Linked DNA regions of Gossypium hirsutum: region 2 is linked to region 1. Evidence: chromatin contacts called from public Hi-C data. All regions are on one chromosome and are shown on one strand. The core of a region is the stretch at or near the end of the contact, and the rest is flanking DNA. Distances in the headings are between cores, read along the strand shown. Region 1 overlaps LOC107920047 (CSC1-like protein At1g69450). Region 2 holds the start of LOC107918264.

Region 1 (7,418 bases), core at 2,723-5,222:
TAGCTACTTTCCGGAAGCTTTCAGGAGGTTCTACTATTAGGGGTGATAACAACTTGGTTTGATTCGATTTTGGAAACATTGCAGTTATCATGCAGTTATTATGGGTTAAATCCTGCTATTAGTTCCTGTACTTTGCAAAAATGATTGATTTAGTCCTTATACTTTAATTTGGATTAATGATTATCATTTGCATCAAGACTGAAAGTTTATATTTCCAAAATTTATAGGGACTTAGAATGATCTAATTGGAGAATAAGGGCTAAAACTACTTCTATACACACTGACTAGTAATTGAATTTAACCAAACGAATTTAACTATTATTATTTGGGTTGGGACTAAAATTTTAAATTTTAAAAAGTATAGAGATTAAAATTAACTAATTCGAAAAATAAAATAAAAACTAAAATTAATGAAATTAAAATATAAAGATTAAATTAATAACTTTTACAAAATACGTAAACAAATAATTTAATTTAATTTTATTATGGTTTTTCAAAAACCGCAACTAAATTCGTATCAAATTTTAACTTATAAATTACGAATCAATTAAAACCAAATAGATTTAAATAATAATAGATTCAAAATCAAATATAACCCTAACACAGCGGTTGGTTCGTTTCGGTTCTTTTTTTTTTTTTTTTTTGCTTAGCCTTATCTAATATAAACATTCCATCTCACAAACCAAAGATTAATGGAAGTTGCCCTTATAAATTACCTGGCATCTGCAACATACAGTTGAATAATTACAAGATAGATGAGATTATCTAATTTATATATTGACAGTAGATAAATAAATAAGGATTTATTTTACAATCTAAATATTAATTTTACTTGCCAAAAAATTATGTGATAAATTTTTAGTACTAAATTTTATAATTATTAAATTTATATTAATTTTTTTGATAAATTAGTAAAAGTTGAATATGAAATATAATTATGTTATTTGATAAGAGTAAAAGTTGTAAATAACTAGACTATTTGATAAACAATTTATGGACTTTATTACTCAAAAATACCATTTTTTTTTCAAATTTACCAGATTAGGCCTTTTTTGGGAAAATTATAGGAATAGATAGATTTTTTGAAAGTGCTTTCCGCCACATCAGCACTAAAAGTGACAACACCAACATTTTTTTTATTTTTTGGTGTCACCTATTAATGTGGAGATAAAACTTATAAAACAGATTTTTATATAGACCCCAAGTCTCATTTCCCTTGTTTTCTTAAGCGATGTGGGATGTGAGATATGAGTATATAGACTAAAAATTTATTTGTAGCTTGTTCCTAGACAATGTGAGATTGCTTACTCTTTCAACTAACAACATAAGATTAAAAGCTACACTTAATTTATCTCTATTTAGAACTCTAAACTAAATAGAAATAAATTTAATCTATATTAAATCTATTAAATCGATCTATATAAAAAAAATTCTATATAATTTAGATGTAAAATATACTAAAATATAAAATAAACTAGAAAATAAAAATGGAGTCAGTAATATTAGTAATATTATATTACTATATTAATATATAATATACTAATAGAATCAATATAACATATAATATAATATAAAAGAAATATAACTAAGATATAAAATATTTCCTTCAAGGACATGCTAATAGGGTCCAAGAAATCGTTGGGGAAAGATGTACTAGAAATAGATGTGGATGATGTTCAGTTGCTTGAGGGTGATGTGACTGTTGGAACAGAGGATTACATTTCGTCGATTAGATTTTCTAATAGTGTTCATCAGATTTTGTATAGGAGAATGTTAGGACAGTTATCGTGAAACTTTTGAGAAAGAAAATTGGCTATCATACACTCTCAAATAAGATCTATAATTTGTGGAAACCTTCAACTCCTATAACGATTATGGATCTAAAAAATGATTATTTTTTGGTCAAACTACAAGAGGAAGATGATTATGTTCAGGCGCTTACTGAAGAACCGTGGATAGTATTTGGGCATTATCTTACTGTGCAACCTTGGACTGAATACTTTTCCATGAGCCAACCGTTCCCGCCGAATGTTGTCATTTGGATTCGATTCCCAGGTGTTCCAGGGTTTATGTATTGAAAAACTCTTATCAAATCTATTGGGGAGATTGTGGGTAGAGTCATCAAGTCGGATGATAACACAGGGAATGCCCTGCTGGGTAGGTTTGTTCGCTTGGCAGTTATGGTTAACCTGAATAAACCATTAGTTCTAGAATTAAAGTGGATGGTCGGGTGCAGAGGGTAGAGTATGAATCTCTTCCTAATGTATGCTTTGCGTGTGGCCATTATGGACATATGAAAGAGTCATGCCTGACTTTGTATGTTCAGGAAAAACTAGGAGGTGAAAATGTTGATTTGAACTTGGAAACACGATCCAATGGTTCTATGGTTAATCATGAAGGAGCTGACGAATTTGGGCATTGGATGTTAGTTGACCAGTGGTCAAGGAGGCCTGATCGATGTAAGGGCTCTGGCAAGGTTGTTAAGGAAAGTGCAAACCTTAAGGGATCTCGATTTAATGCTCTACTTAATTTAAAGGACAATGAGATTATGGGTGAGCAAAACTTGATTCGACTCGAAAAAATCGAAAAAAAATTTAAATTTCGAGTTAAACGAATCGAGTTATTCGAGTTAACCAAGTTATTCGAATCAACTCGATTTTTTTTTTCAAATTTCGAGTTCGAATCGAGTTGAGTTTTCGAATTCGAATAACTCGAATAATTCGAATAATTCAAATATCAAACTATAATATTTTACATTTTTACCCCAAACTCCCAAACCTTTTTACTTTTCCCTCAAAACTTTTACTCATTCCCACTTTTCCCCCAAAACTTTTACTCCCCTACCCTCCCAACCCCACAATCTACCCAAAATTCATTTCCCACCGAAATTTTACTCTCCCATTTACTTTTTCTCAAAATTTTACTCATAAAAACCCTCAAAACCTTTTATTTTCTCCCAAAATTTTTACTCCCTCCCACTTTTCCTCTAAAACTTTTATTCCCTTCCCATCCCACCTCCCATCTACCCCAAACCCTCCCCCCTCCAATTTTTTTTAATATTTTCCCTCCAAAATTTTACTCCCCACTATTTACTTTCCCTCAAACTTTTATTCCCAAAACTTTTTATTTTCCCCCTAAACTTTTACTTCTCACCCTTTACTCTCAAATAAAAAATCAAAATTATCCAAAAAAAAATCACTAAACATAAATAGTAATAATTTTATTTATATCTACTATTTATATTATTAAATTAAATTTCACATTTTCTATTATTTATATTATTGAATTGTTTACTCATATTGAATATTTATATTAAAATTGAATTATTAATTATGCTATAAAATATTCGTGTTAAAATTTTATATTGGTATCAATTTCACATTTTATTTTTAAAATAACTTTTATTAAAAAATCATATTTTTATATTTAATATATTTTTTAATTCCAAAATACATAGTGACAAGAATCTGAAGATAATTGAAACAACTAAGCAAGCAAAGAAGCTAACCAGTATATAAAAAATTAATAAATAAATTATGAGGTGATGAAAGTTAATAAAAAAATTGATTAAGGTGGACAAATTTTATTACGATGGGTGACGGTGGTTAAAAGGACCCAAATTTATTTTTTAAAATTTAACTCGAACAAATATATTCGATTCGATTCGAATTCCATCTCACTCGACTCGATTCGAAAAAATTTCAAATCAAATTAGGATGATAAAATATGATTCGTCAACTTGATTAACTCGAAATTTTTTTATTCGATTCGATTCGATCGAACGCTCACCCCTAAATGAGATACATGCTGTGCAGAATATCCTGCTTGAATTTAATGCTAAATCAAAGGGAAAAGATTGGTCATTTATGACAACCCTTTGGGTGTTGATAATTCCATTTTGGACCGTGGGAATGGCAAAGACTTTGGGCCGTATGACATGGTTAAAGAATTTGAGTCTGTTAACATGAGAAGCCTGGTCATTGGTAATACTTCAAATGCAGCTGGTGGGCCCATAGGTGCTTCAGAATTTGTGGATGGAATGGGTCATATCAGGAAGGACCCGATTCCTATGGATAAACTGGGGTCATTTAACCAATTTGAAGCTAAAGATTTTTTTTTTGCAGGAAACGTCTATTGCACAGCACATTTCACCGACAACGAGTGGGGGTTCTAATTTACTGGTAGAGAGGGCCTTGAAAACTATGCTTAATATGGATAAACATTCGACTGTGATTTTTGTCAAAAATCAATACCCTAACCTACTGGAAGACGGATGGAGGACTAATAAAAAGCTGGAGGTGGCACTGGGGAGCGATTCTGGAATGTCCCTTCATATAGAGGGGGACCCAAACGTGGTAAAAAATTTTCTATATCTTTAAGGGGTAAGAGCAGCAATTTTAAGAGCCGAGGGTTTGAGCGATTGCTTATTTCGGAGGCAATGAGTCGTATTGTTGACGATATTGAAAGAGTGGTTACCAATTCCATTTTTGAGGCGGAGGATGGTAGTAAGCTAGTAATAGATGGTATATAGACACCTTGTGAGGTGAAGTTTCTTTTCTTGCCATTTATGTAATTGCCTATTCTTTTTGTTTGGAACTGCCAAGGTTGTCCAAGTCCTAAATTCATCAAGGTGGTTAATGATTATTTTGTGGAGCATAAAGTTGAGATAGTAATTTTCCTTAAAACTCAGGTTAGTGGTCCTAAGGCGGACAAAATTATTTCTAAGCTTGGTTTTGACTTCTCTCATAGAGTAGAAGCTCGGGACTTTTTCTGGGGGAGTTTGAATCTATTGGAAGAGTGGAATTTAGATTCAGGTATTGAATAATAATCCCCAACTTATTCACAGTTACATTAAGAAGGAAATGGAGGTTCAAGGTGTTTTTGTGACTTTCGTTTATGGTATTCTGGACAAGCAAAAGCGTAGGGATTTATGGAACTGGTTGAATTTAATTACTCGCTTTGTTAATGGGCCTTGGTTATTGGTGGGTGACTTTAATGCTTACCTATCACCGGATGAGAAAAGAGGGGGTCGATCGGTGTCCTCTGGGTGTAAACTGTTTCAAGATTTTATCATGGTGAATGGTCTTAAAAATCTTGGACTTAAGGGGCCCCAATTTACTTGGAGAAGGGGGACTACATTTGAGAGACTGGATAGGGCTATTGGTAACTTTGATTGGTTTTGAATGTTACCGGATATTTTATTTTTTCACCTCTGACATTTGAAATTAGATCACAAGTAGCTTTTGCTATCAAAGGATTCTTCTATTGTTAATAGACCAATTAGCCATTTTCACTTTTTGGCTTATTGGGTGCAACATTCATCTTTCAGAAATTTTGTTTGTGAGAATTGGAAATGTGGACAGAATGTAACACCCCTAACCTGTATCCATCGTCAGGATAGGGTTACAGAGCATTACCATAAAAACGTAACTTAAAATCATCCATTTCAAAAACATTTTGTAAATCATATCATAGTCCAATCAAACACATGCATATTGTCCCTTATTCGAGCCCTCGAGGCTCTAGAAACACTTTAAAGATGATTCGGGACTAAATTGAAAACATATGAAACCTTAAGGAAAAACTTAGAAAAATTTAAACTGCAAGGGTCATACGGCCATGTGGCCAGGCCGTGTGACTCACACGACTGAGACACACGCCCGTGTCTTAGGCCGTGTAACTGCCTGACTTGTTACCCTTTGAAACTTACAAAGGACACACGATCGTTTTGTATGGCCGCGTGTCACACACGACTGAGACACACTCTTGTGTCTTAGGCCTTGTGGACAAGAAATAGGCCAAATTCAAGCCATTTCTTTCACCCAATTCAAGTACACACATACAAGTCATTTGCATACACAATCAAGCATTAAACATACCTAAAACATGTGTAATAAGACCATTTCGAATGACCAAATTTCATTTAACCAATATGCCACATAAGGCACCTCAAAAACAAGCATTCAACTTAACCAAACATATGCATAATTGGTCACCTTGGTACCATTTTAAAACATACCATAATTAACTTATACCATGTTAATATAACTTACCATTTGAATCATTATTCTCATGCATCTCAAACACACATATACCTAAACTTATACATATTTGATCATAACTCATCCATATATATTTAGCTTCATTCCATACCAAGTTATACCATAATCGACCACATTGAACTACACCAACATATACTCAATTGGTCATTTTTTGTACAAACACAATTAACTAAATTTCATATTCAAGCATACCTAAATTAACGATATTGCAAACATGCCAAACTTACCTCTTTGGTCATAAAATCATGAATCAACTTAACCATATTAACACCAACCGTAAAGATACCATAAGTACATTAACCATAATGATACTTATACATATCAAAACAACCACTAGATTATTTACACACAAATCCACCTATACATGCCATTATAACCTTGATCAAGACATCAGAATCTACCAATATAATCACTGGATAGTGTGAAAGATCTTCGACGAGCTTCCAACCAGTTCGAGCTTTTGATAATTTGTAAAGTAAGAGAAATACAACTATGTAGGCAATGAATGCTTAATAAGCTCGTACAACATGAAACATAACTTATCACTTCAATACTATAATACATAGATTAAACATGATTCAACGCTAATACTTTAAACTTAATATAAACTTATTGAACACCATTCAACTCACAATTGAGTATATTCAATAAGATCACATATACTTTTCATATATAACATACTGGGATTTATAAGTCGTAATACATAATCATCAATCTTTTCATAAGATTAGAAACCATTCTATTTATATCCAAATTATAAACTTACTGTTTCAATCCTTTTCATAATTTCATGACATAGTTCATTTGAAGCGCATACCTTACTTTTCCTTTTTCATTCCCGTTAAACCAAATAAAACAATATCGGATAATTGAAAAAATAATTACCGTACCAATTATATATATAACACACCAAAACAAAGCCTGCTAGGCTCGAGGCTTGATATAATTGCACTAGCAGAATGCCTAATCGACACAGAGCCCAAATATCATCGGCACAAAGCCTGAATACCACTGGCACAAAGCTTGCTAGGCACAAAGCCCGAATATCACCGGCACAAAGCTTGCTAGGCACAAAGCCCGAATATCACCGGCACAAAGCCTGAATTAACGTTACGTTTCAATTTATTAAAACATAGCTAAATGACATTTAAGATTTAAAAAATAATGAAATAGTATGAAATATTCAATAAAATTAAGAATAATAGTATAACGAACTTACTTGGCTAAATTGCAGAAATATCAAAATACAAGGGATTTTTAGTAATTTTCCACTTTCCTCGATTTTTCACTCGATCTTGATCTAAATTAATAAATTCATTAAATTTATTAATTCAAATAGTAAAAAAATTTATTTTA
Region 2 (7,418 bases), core at 3,045-5,544, 290 kb after region 1:
GTGTAAAATCATTTTTTCATAAATCGTTAAAACCAAAGGATGTTTTATCTATTGGTCATCACTGAGCCTCCGTCGCATCGACCCGCCTAAGTCTGAGGGTTACTTGTACAGAACAGACAAACAGATGTGAGTTTTCATAAACTCAGTGTGTAAACCAATAGAGATAAACATACAAATGTACAAAATATTCTTATATACAGGACAAATACAAATATAGATTTAAGTCATTAGCAAATACAGATATCAGAATCAAATAATCAAGACAGATATACAGAATCCAACCACCATCCTCTACACACCATTTTCGTCCATCCTATCACGCCATGTGGGGTTAAAAACACCTACCCGTCCCTATACACTATATATTGTCGATGCGAAACATAACAAATAATATGCAGTCAAGCTACCAGAATATAGGCAAAAGGTTGCCGTACAGATCACTTCCTCTGCATATACAAATCCTGCCCCAAACACAGATACAAAATACATATATAGAAATAATAGATTTAACATGCCTAACATGCTCATATACGGATAACATACATAATAGTTTTCTACTCAGATTAGACTATCAAATTATTAGATCACATGAAAAAGGGTTTGATTAGCCCTTACCGACCCTATGGTAGGCCCACAGATGTTTGGAACAACCCGTGCGACCTTAGGGAAAATTTCAGAATTTTGGGCCTACATGCTCTTATGGCTCACATGCCCAAATTAGCCTTGCCCATATGGCCCACACGGCCTGGCCCAAAATCCATACGCCTATGTGGTATGCCTGTGTGCACCCACACGTCCAATCTGGCCTAGCCCGTGTAGCCCACACAGCCACACAATCGTTGTCACACGGCCATGTCTCGCACATGGCCTCACCTTTGACAGTCACACAGCCGTTTGTCGCACATGCCCGTGTGGTTTCGATAGACCCAATTTTTAGCTTTTTTGGAACCTCGTTTTCTTGAGTTTTAAGTGCACACCTGGTTCAAATTTGATGCAAACCCACTCTCGAGACCACCAGAACCTAAAAATAGCATTCTAACGACTGATTAACAGATAATTTACAAAATCCACAACAAAAAATTGAATCACACAAACGAACTTACCGCCGATAAGAACCATTACTCTCACGATTTAAGCAGTTGAAGCGCTAATCACAAGTTCCCCGACAACTCCTGCGCAAAACATTCTCAAAGAATTACTTTCCTCCTACTTTACCCCATTATTGAAATTCCAACGAAAAGAATAATCTCAATCAGTTTACAGAAACTGAAACCTATAGTCAAACAAAACCCCACTTACCAGAATCGTACGATGAACACAGAAATTTTGAAATACAATGATACAACAGAAGATTATAGACAGAATTGCAGGAAAAAGAAGAGAAAGAAGAATGTGGCAGAGAAAAGAGAAAACTAACTTCAAACTTTTGGGAAGATAGAAAAAATTTGAAAAAAATAAAATAAAATAAAAAGATAATCAATTTGATTTTGATTAACATCTCTACTCCCACTAACAACCGCATCCCATAATATCCTCCCCACTAACCACATCTAACTACTTCAAACTCCCAACTCCATCAAACCTCTAACAGATATCCGAAACAAAAATTAACACACACACTCGCATAGGGATTTGAACACAAGACCTCTAGCAAACTAACTCCTTACCACTCGAACCAGTAGACTCATTCTAATATAAGTTTACAAATAATAATACATAAGCCTACCTAACAGGGATAAGGCTAGGATAAAAAATAACAGAATTTGCCAAAAGTGAGACTTGAACCCAAGACCTCACACACACACCCAGAACACTTAATCACTAAAGAAAATACATATTTGTGTTAAGATTTACAAAAATAGAAATAAATTATTTAGGGCATTACAAACTCGGGCTCCCAATTGACAATGATGCGGTCATAGGTTTAGGTAAAGTGTTCGAACCTGTGACATTCTGCTATTAATTGCTTGGACGCTCGCTCGTTGATGGTGAAGCTAGGTTTACCATTTTGAAATCTTGGTTAAAGGAAAATTTTGAAACCTTATCGAGTAGTGCCACTGAGTTGGAGAATATGTGCGCTGCTCGAGCGAATATACTGCAACTGAGCAACTGATAAGGGGTATTTATGCCGGATGCAAATAGTAAAGTCCACATGATATACTCGTCTCTATTGACTGATTTGCAAGCTACCTGTTCATACAGTTGGGGCTCAGCAGTATTAGCAACATTATATTGTAAGTGTTTTCGAGCGACAAAGCTCTATACACAAGATATAGATGGGTGCCTAATAATACTATAGTCCTAGGCATTGTACAAGATGTCATTTCTAGTATCAGTGAGTCACTAACCACATGTGTTCCCACTTGCAAATAGGTAAAAAATTTAAAATTTCCATCAAGAATTTTTTTATGAAAATTTGTTCAAACAAGTTTGCTTTATTTTCAAATGGTTTACTTGTTCGGGTATTGGGAAGTCTAAAACCCTCGTGGTCTACCGACAGATGATTGAGGCATGTAGGATAAAATAAATTAAAAATAAAAAATAGCTTTTATTTAAAAAAAATATTAGATCCTACTGAAAAATATAATTACATACAAATAATTACAAACTAACCTTATAAACTCAAACTTGATTTTTGAAGTCTAAAACACAAATATTTCTTCTTTTCTTTTCTGTTTTCTCCCTTTCTACTAAACATAAATCTTTCCTCTTTTTTCTTCTTCTCTTCAATAGAAAGCAAAAACTTCAACTCAAACAAAATATTTAAACAGAAACCCAAAACTTCAATAGAATTGGTGGGGTGGGGGTGGGTATAAATACTAGTTGGTACATCTTGATAGCATCGCGAAACTACTGGTGTCACCTAACATGTTGGTAGCACCACTAATAATTTTTTTTTCGATTTTCATTTTTTCCCTAACAACCTTTTTTTTAAATGTACAAGTGTCGTCTGACACACTGGCGACACTCATAAAAAATAATTTTTTTTAAATTATCAATGGTGTTGCCAAACACACCGACACCTATTAAAAATGTATATTTTTAAAAATTATTAGTGGCGTTGTCTGATGCATCGGTAGCACCTATTAAAAAATAATTTATTTTGAAATTATCAGTGTTGTCACATGATACACCGACGATACCTATTAAAAATATTTTTTTTCTGTCTCAACTTTTTTTGACACTGTTTTTTTTAATTCATTGGTGTTGCTTGACACACTGATGACACCCATTAAAAAATATTTTTTTCTTGTCTCAGCTTTTTATCTGACATTGTTTTTTTTTAAATTCACCGGTGCCGCCTGACAAACTGGTGACTCCATTACAATTTTTTTTTACCATATATACTCGTATTTTCAAGGACATTTTAGAAAAATACATATCAATGTTACCTGGCACAGTGTCGGCACTAATAAAAGATTATGTTTTTCTTTAAAACATATGATTACATAATGATTGGCTAAAAAAGGAGGGTGGTGCCACCAATGTGTCAGGCTACACCGACGGGTACTGTAACAAACAACATATTTTCATAAATAATTTATCCTCCAATTTATTTTCGTAATTAATTAATTTTTTATATTATTTATATAAAAAACTCTCATATTTTAGTCACTATTATTTGAATTAATCACTTTCGTTACAAATTTTAATAATCCATTAATGAATTACTCACTTGAGACGTTAACCCATTGAATTAACCCATTGAATAATAGAAAAGTGATATTTTATTTTTTGTTTGGGACCTCTCTCTCTTTTTTTTTTCTCTACTGCTCAACAACCACCATCTCCATACAGCATCTTCAAGCCTCCTATCACTTATCCTCACCTGAGTCAGAGTCAAAGCCACCCAAATTCCCCCACCGTACCCATCTCCACCGCAGCTCTGTTTAGGGAACTTAAGAATTATGTCCTGAAATCTGTATTAATCATCATTCTCATAACAATTACTTGACTTCATCCATGCTTTCATTAAGCAGATCAGGCAATGAGATATGCACGTGTGTGTGTGTGAGTGCCAATGTTGAAGAAGCTTCTTCACCTTGGATAGTTTTGAGCTGCGCAGGTGTACACTTCTTCAAGTCAAGCTTCCAGCTTTTAGACGCCTTACTTTTTGTCAGCAGCACTGGGAACCAAAATCTTCTTAATTTGATCAAAGTTTAATATGTAGAGATCCTAAGATTCAATTACTCTCAATGAGTTAACCACGTGAGCCTATCTTAATTAAGGCAATTAAATTTAAAAATAATTAAAATAAAATAAATTCTATTTTAAAATGAGTATAGTGTAGTTTATCCTAGTTTAATCAATCAAAAGCCCAATTGGTTTTTATAAAGAAAATCCCAATTTTGTAAAAGATTTAGGCCGCAAATTCCAAAAATGGTAGTCACCTGTTGAATCTGATTTCCTCCATGTCCAGTGTTGACAACTATTTCCCAATCTTGAAAACCCCAAAACATAAAAAAGCAAAGCCCATTTTCAATCCGTTACAGACTAACGAACGCCGGCACGATGGCATAGCACCTCAAAAAATGGCAGCTAACTTCTTCAGACATACCCTTTGTTTTGCCATGCCAATGCTATAACATCCAAATTCGTACGTTTTTTTTTTCTAATAACCAATCTTTCTTTTCTTCTTCTTCCATAAAAGACTTGTTTTTTTTAACACTCGAGAATTTCCCTCCAATCCCACAATCTTCATGCTTTTCACTTTTACTGTGTTTTCTTCGTGAACTTCTCGGGGATTACAAAGGTGCGTCAAGCTCTTGCAGATCTGATTTACACTTCTGTTTTATATAATTTCCTGTGTTTGTTTAGCTGCTGGGGTCGATATCTTTTCTGGGTTTTGATTAACGAAAATGGAAACTGGTAGCGTACGAATGAGATCAGATCATTTAGAGAAAGAAGGATCTAAGGAAACCCATGAAGAAAGTTTTGAGCTAGAATCATCCTATGATGTTAGTGATGATAACCACCAATTCCATTCGATGAATGCATTAGAGATCTTAAGAGAAACTGTTAGGATTTTACGGTACAATTCGTCCAGTTTTTTTATCATTGCAGTTTTGTTTATTTGCCCTGTATCTTTGGTCTTTATGTCTAATTTGTTAGTTGATCATTCCATTGTGAAGAGATTAACTGTTAGGCTTTTGTTAGTTGCCAAAACCTGTGGACTCCCATTGAAGCCTTTCATCAAACAGTCGTCACAAAGGTTCGCCGAGTCGGCTGTTTCCTCCGCAATGTGCTTCCCTTTGTTCATCACATTGTCTTTGTTATCCAAGGCTGCGGTGGTTTATTGTGTAGATTGTACTTACTCGAGGAAACCGGCCGATGCTTCAAAGTTTTTCACGATAATCCTAAAGTTTTGGAGGCGGCTCGTTTGCACATATGTGTGGATGTGTACGGTTATTGTTGCTTGTGTGACCACTTTCTTTGTTTTCCTTGTTGTGGCATGTAGCTTGCTTTCTGTTGTTGGCTTTGCACCTGACTTGATTGTGTATGCGGTGATAATGATGGGGCTAGTGTTCTCGGTTGCCTTCGCGTATGCCATTGTTGTTTGCAATATCGGGATTGTAATCTGCGTGTTGGAGGAAGTTTCAGGACCGCAGGCAATGCTTCGGGCCGGTGTTCTTATTAAGGGGCAGACTCAAGTTGGTCTCTTGATATTTCTTGGATCTACAATTGGTTTAGCATTTGTGGAAGGGTTGTTTGAACATAGAGTAAAAGTATTAAGTTATGGAGATGGGTCTTCTAGGATCTGGGAAGGGCCTCTGTTGGTAATAATGTATTCGTTTGTGGTGCTCATGGATTCCATGATGAGTACGGTTTTCTATTTCAGTTGCAGATCGTACACTATGGAAGCCTCGGATGGTGAATGTCAATCAATATTGGATACACCATAACCACCTTTGCCAAATTGTTTTGTGTTGATGACCATTGCTATGTCCATTGTTATGCTATCAGCTAATATTTATCGAGTTCTAACAAGAAAATAGCATTACTTGGGAATACTGATGAAGATGAATTTGTTGTTGTTTCATCAAAAACTCGAGCAAGATGGGTTTTAGCAGCTCATACTATGCTGAAGATGATTCTCCAACTCTTCCATAGACATACATGGTTCAGGTGCATAAAATTTCTTGTGATCTACTACTAGCCATGGAATAAAAACAAAGTTAATACAATAATTTGATTGAATATAAGCTGCATAGAACTATTCATCAATTATCCAAAGGGTTCCATATCAAATTGTTGGACCTTTTCATGTTCCTTTTTTTTTTTACTATCCTTGTACTTGCATTTATATTCTTGTTCGACGTGCTTAATAAATAGTAAAATGTAGAGCTTGGAGTACTGATTAATCAGAAGATAGATATTGAGAATGTTCCGGGAAATGGTTTTTTTTTTTTTAAACTTTTAAGTTTTATCTCAAATGAACTGACTTTGAAGATACAAAGATGGATTGAATGCTTCATATTCTTTAAATGCCATTTTCCAAGGGTTGGTTTGACTGCAATTTCTCATAACTTGAGCTTCTGTTTATAGGGATCATTGATTGCACTTTCTACATCACTTTGGAATCTCTAAAAATTGAATTTTAAACTAAATGGCCATATGGAGAGAGAAGAATGCAAGGAAAGAGTTGTAAATTAGCAGATGATTATTCCTGCTATTAAGAAGATTTCCATTTTCTGGAAAAAAAAATGATTTTCATTATTTCTGCTTTCTACTAGTAATTTATACGAACATGGGGTGGGCGTGCAAATTATACTTTATTCACATTCTAAAATGACTAAATTACCCAGTTGGTCAACTAACTTTGCGTTTTCATTTTGATCCTCTAAGTCTAAAAGAAATTATTGCAATTTTGTCACTTAATTTTTAGAGTGTTTTCATTTTAATCACTTACGCGATAAATCTTTAACGACGGTTGATTGTACATGCCAAATCATGTCTACCTCATGTTTACACTTCCGTTTTGGTCATTCAACATCTATGTCACTTTTATTTTGATCATTGAATTTTTTTGAAGTCATTCGGTAACCAAAATGAAAGCCTCTAAAAATTGGGTGATCAAAATAGAGGCAGTTTTGGTATCCAACGGTCTAAAAGATACAGATATTTGTAAATTCTCTATGGATGTGTTTGGATGAGTGATTTGAATGAATTATTTCATTTATATCAAAGTTTTTAAAATTCTAAAAGTGAATTTACTTGTTTTGATAAAATTTTGAAGAATTTAAATTTTCTAGTAATTTCTAGATAGGATTTTAGAAGCTTAATTTGTCTTTTCAAATTCTAGTGGTTTTTCAAAATTTCTTTATATTTCATTTCATTTAATAAAACATTGTCCAAGATAAATGCTAAAACTTCAAAAATCGTTTTTTTTAATTCTAATATATATTTTAAATATTTTA

The links. Hi-C and Micro-C count contacts between places; a contact is called where the count stands out from the background.
Region 2: a contact with region 1 is called in a Hi-C map of leaf, with 3 times the contacts expected there. The contact joins the promoter of LOC107918264 here to the enhancer-like site in region 1. A contact is called at or near these places in 7 of 34 Hi-C or Micro-C datasets (cotyledon, fibers, hypocotyl and 2 more).

What each region holds. Positions count from the first base shown.
Region 1 is chrD13:15,040,984-15,048,401 of Gossypium_hirsutum_v2.1, forward strand. LOC107920047 (CSC1-like protein At1g69450) reads left to right here. Exons shown (of 12, transcript XM_041108776.1): 12 at 1-282. Among protein-coding and RNA genes, the nearest start is that of LOC107920047, 10 kb to the left of the region's middle. Within about 2 kb of position 3,973, at least 8 of the 9 cell types and tissues checked have an H3K27ac peak or open chromatin away from gene starts, as enhancers often do. A contact at or near this core is called in cotyledon, fibers, hypocotyl and 1 more, where this site is marked.
Region 2 is chrD13:15,333,319-15,340,736 of Gossypium_hirsutum_v2.1, forward strand. It overlaps LOC107918264, which reads left to right and starts at 4,295. Exons shown (of 2, transcript XM_016847787.2): 1 at 4,295-4,597; 2 at 4,819-6,364. The coding sequence starts at 4,860. The coding sequence ends at 5,903.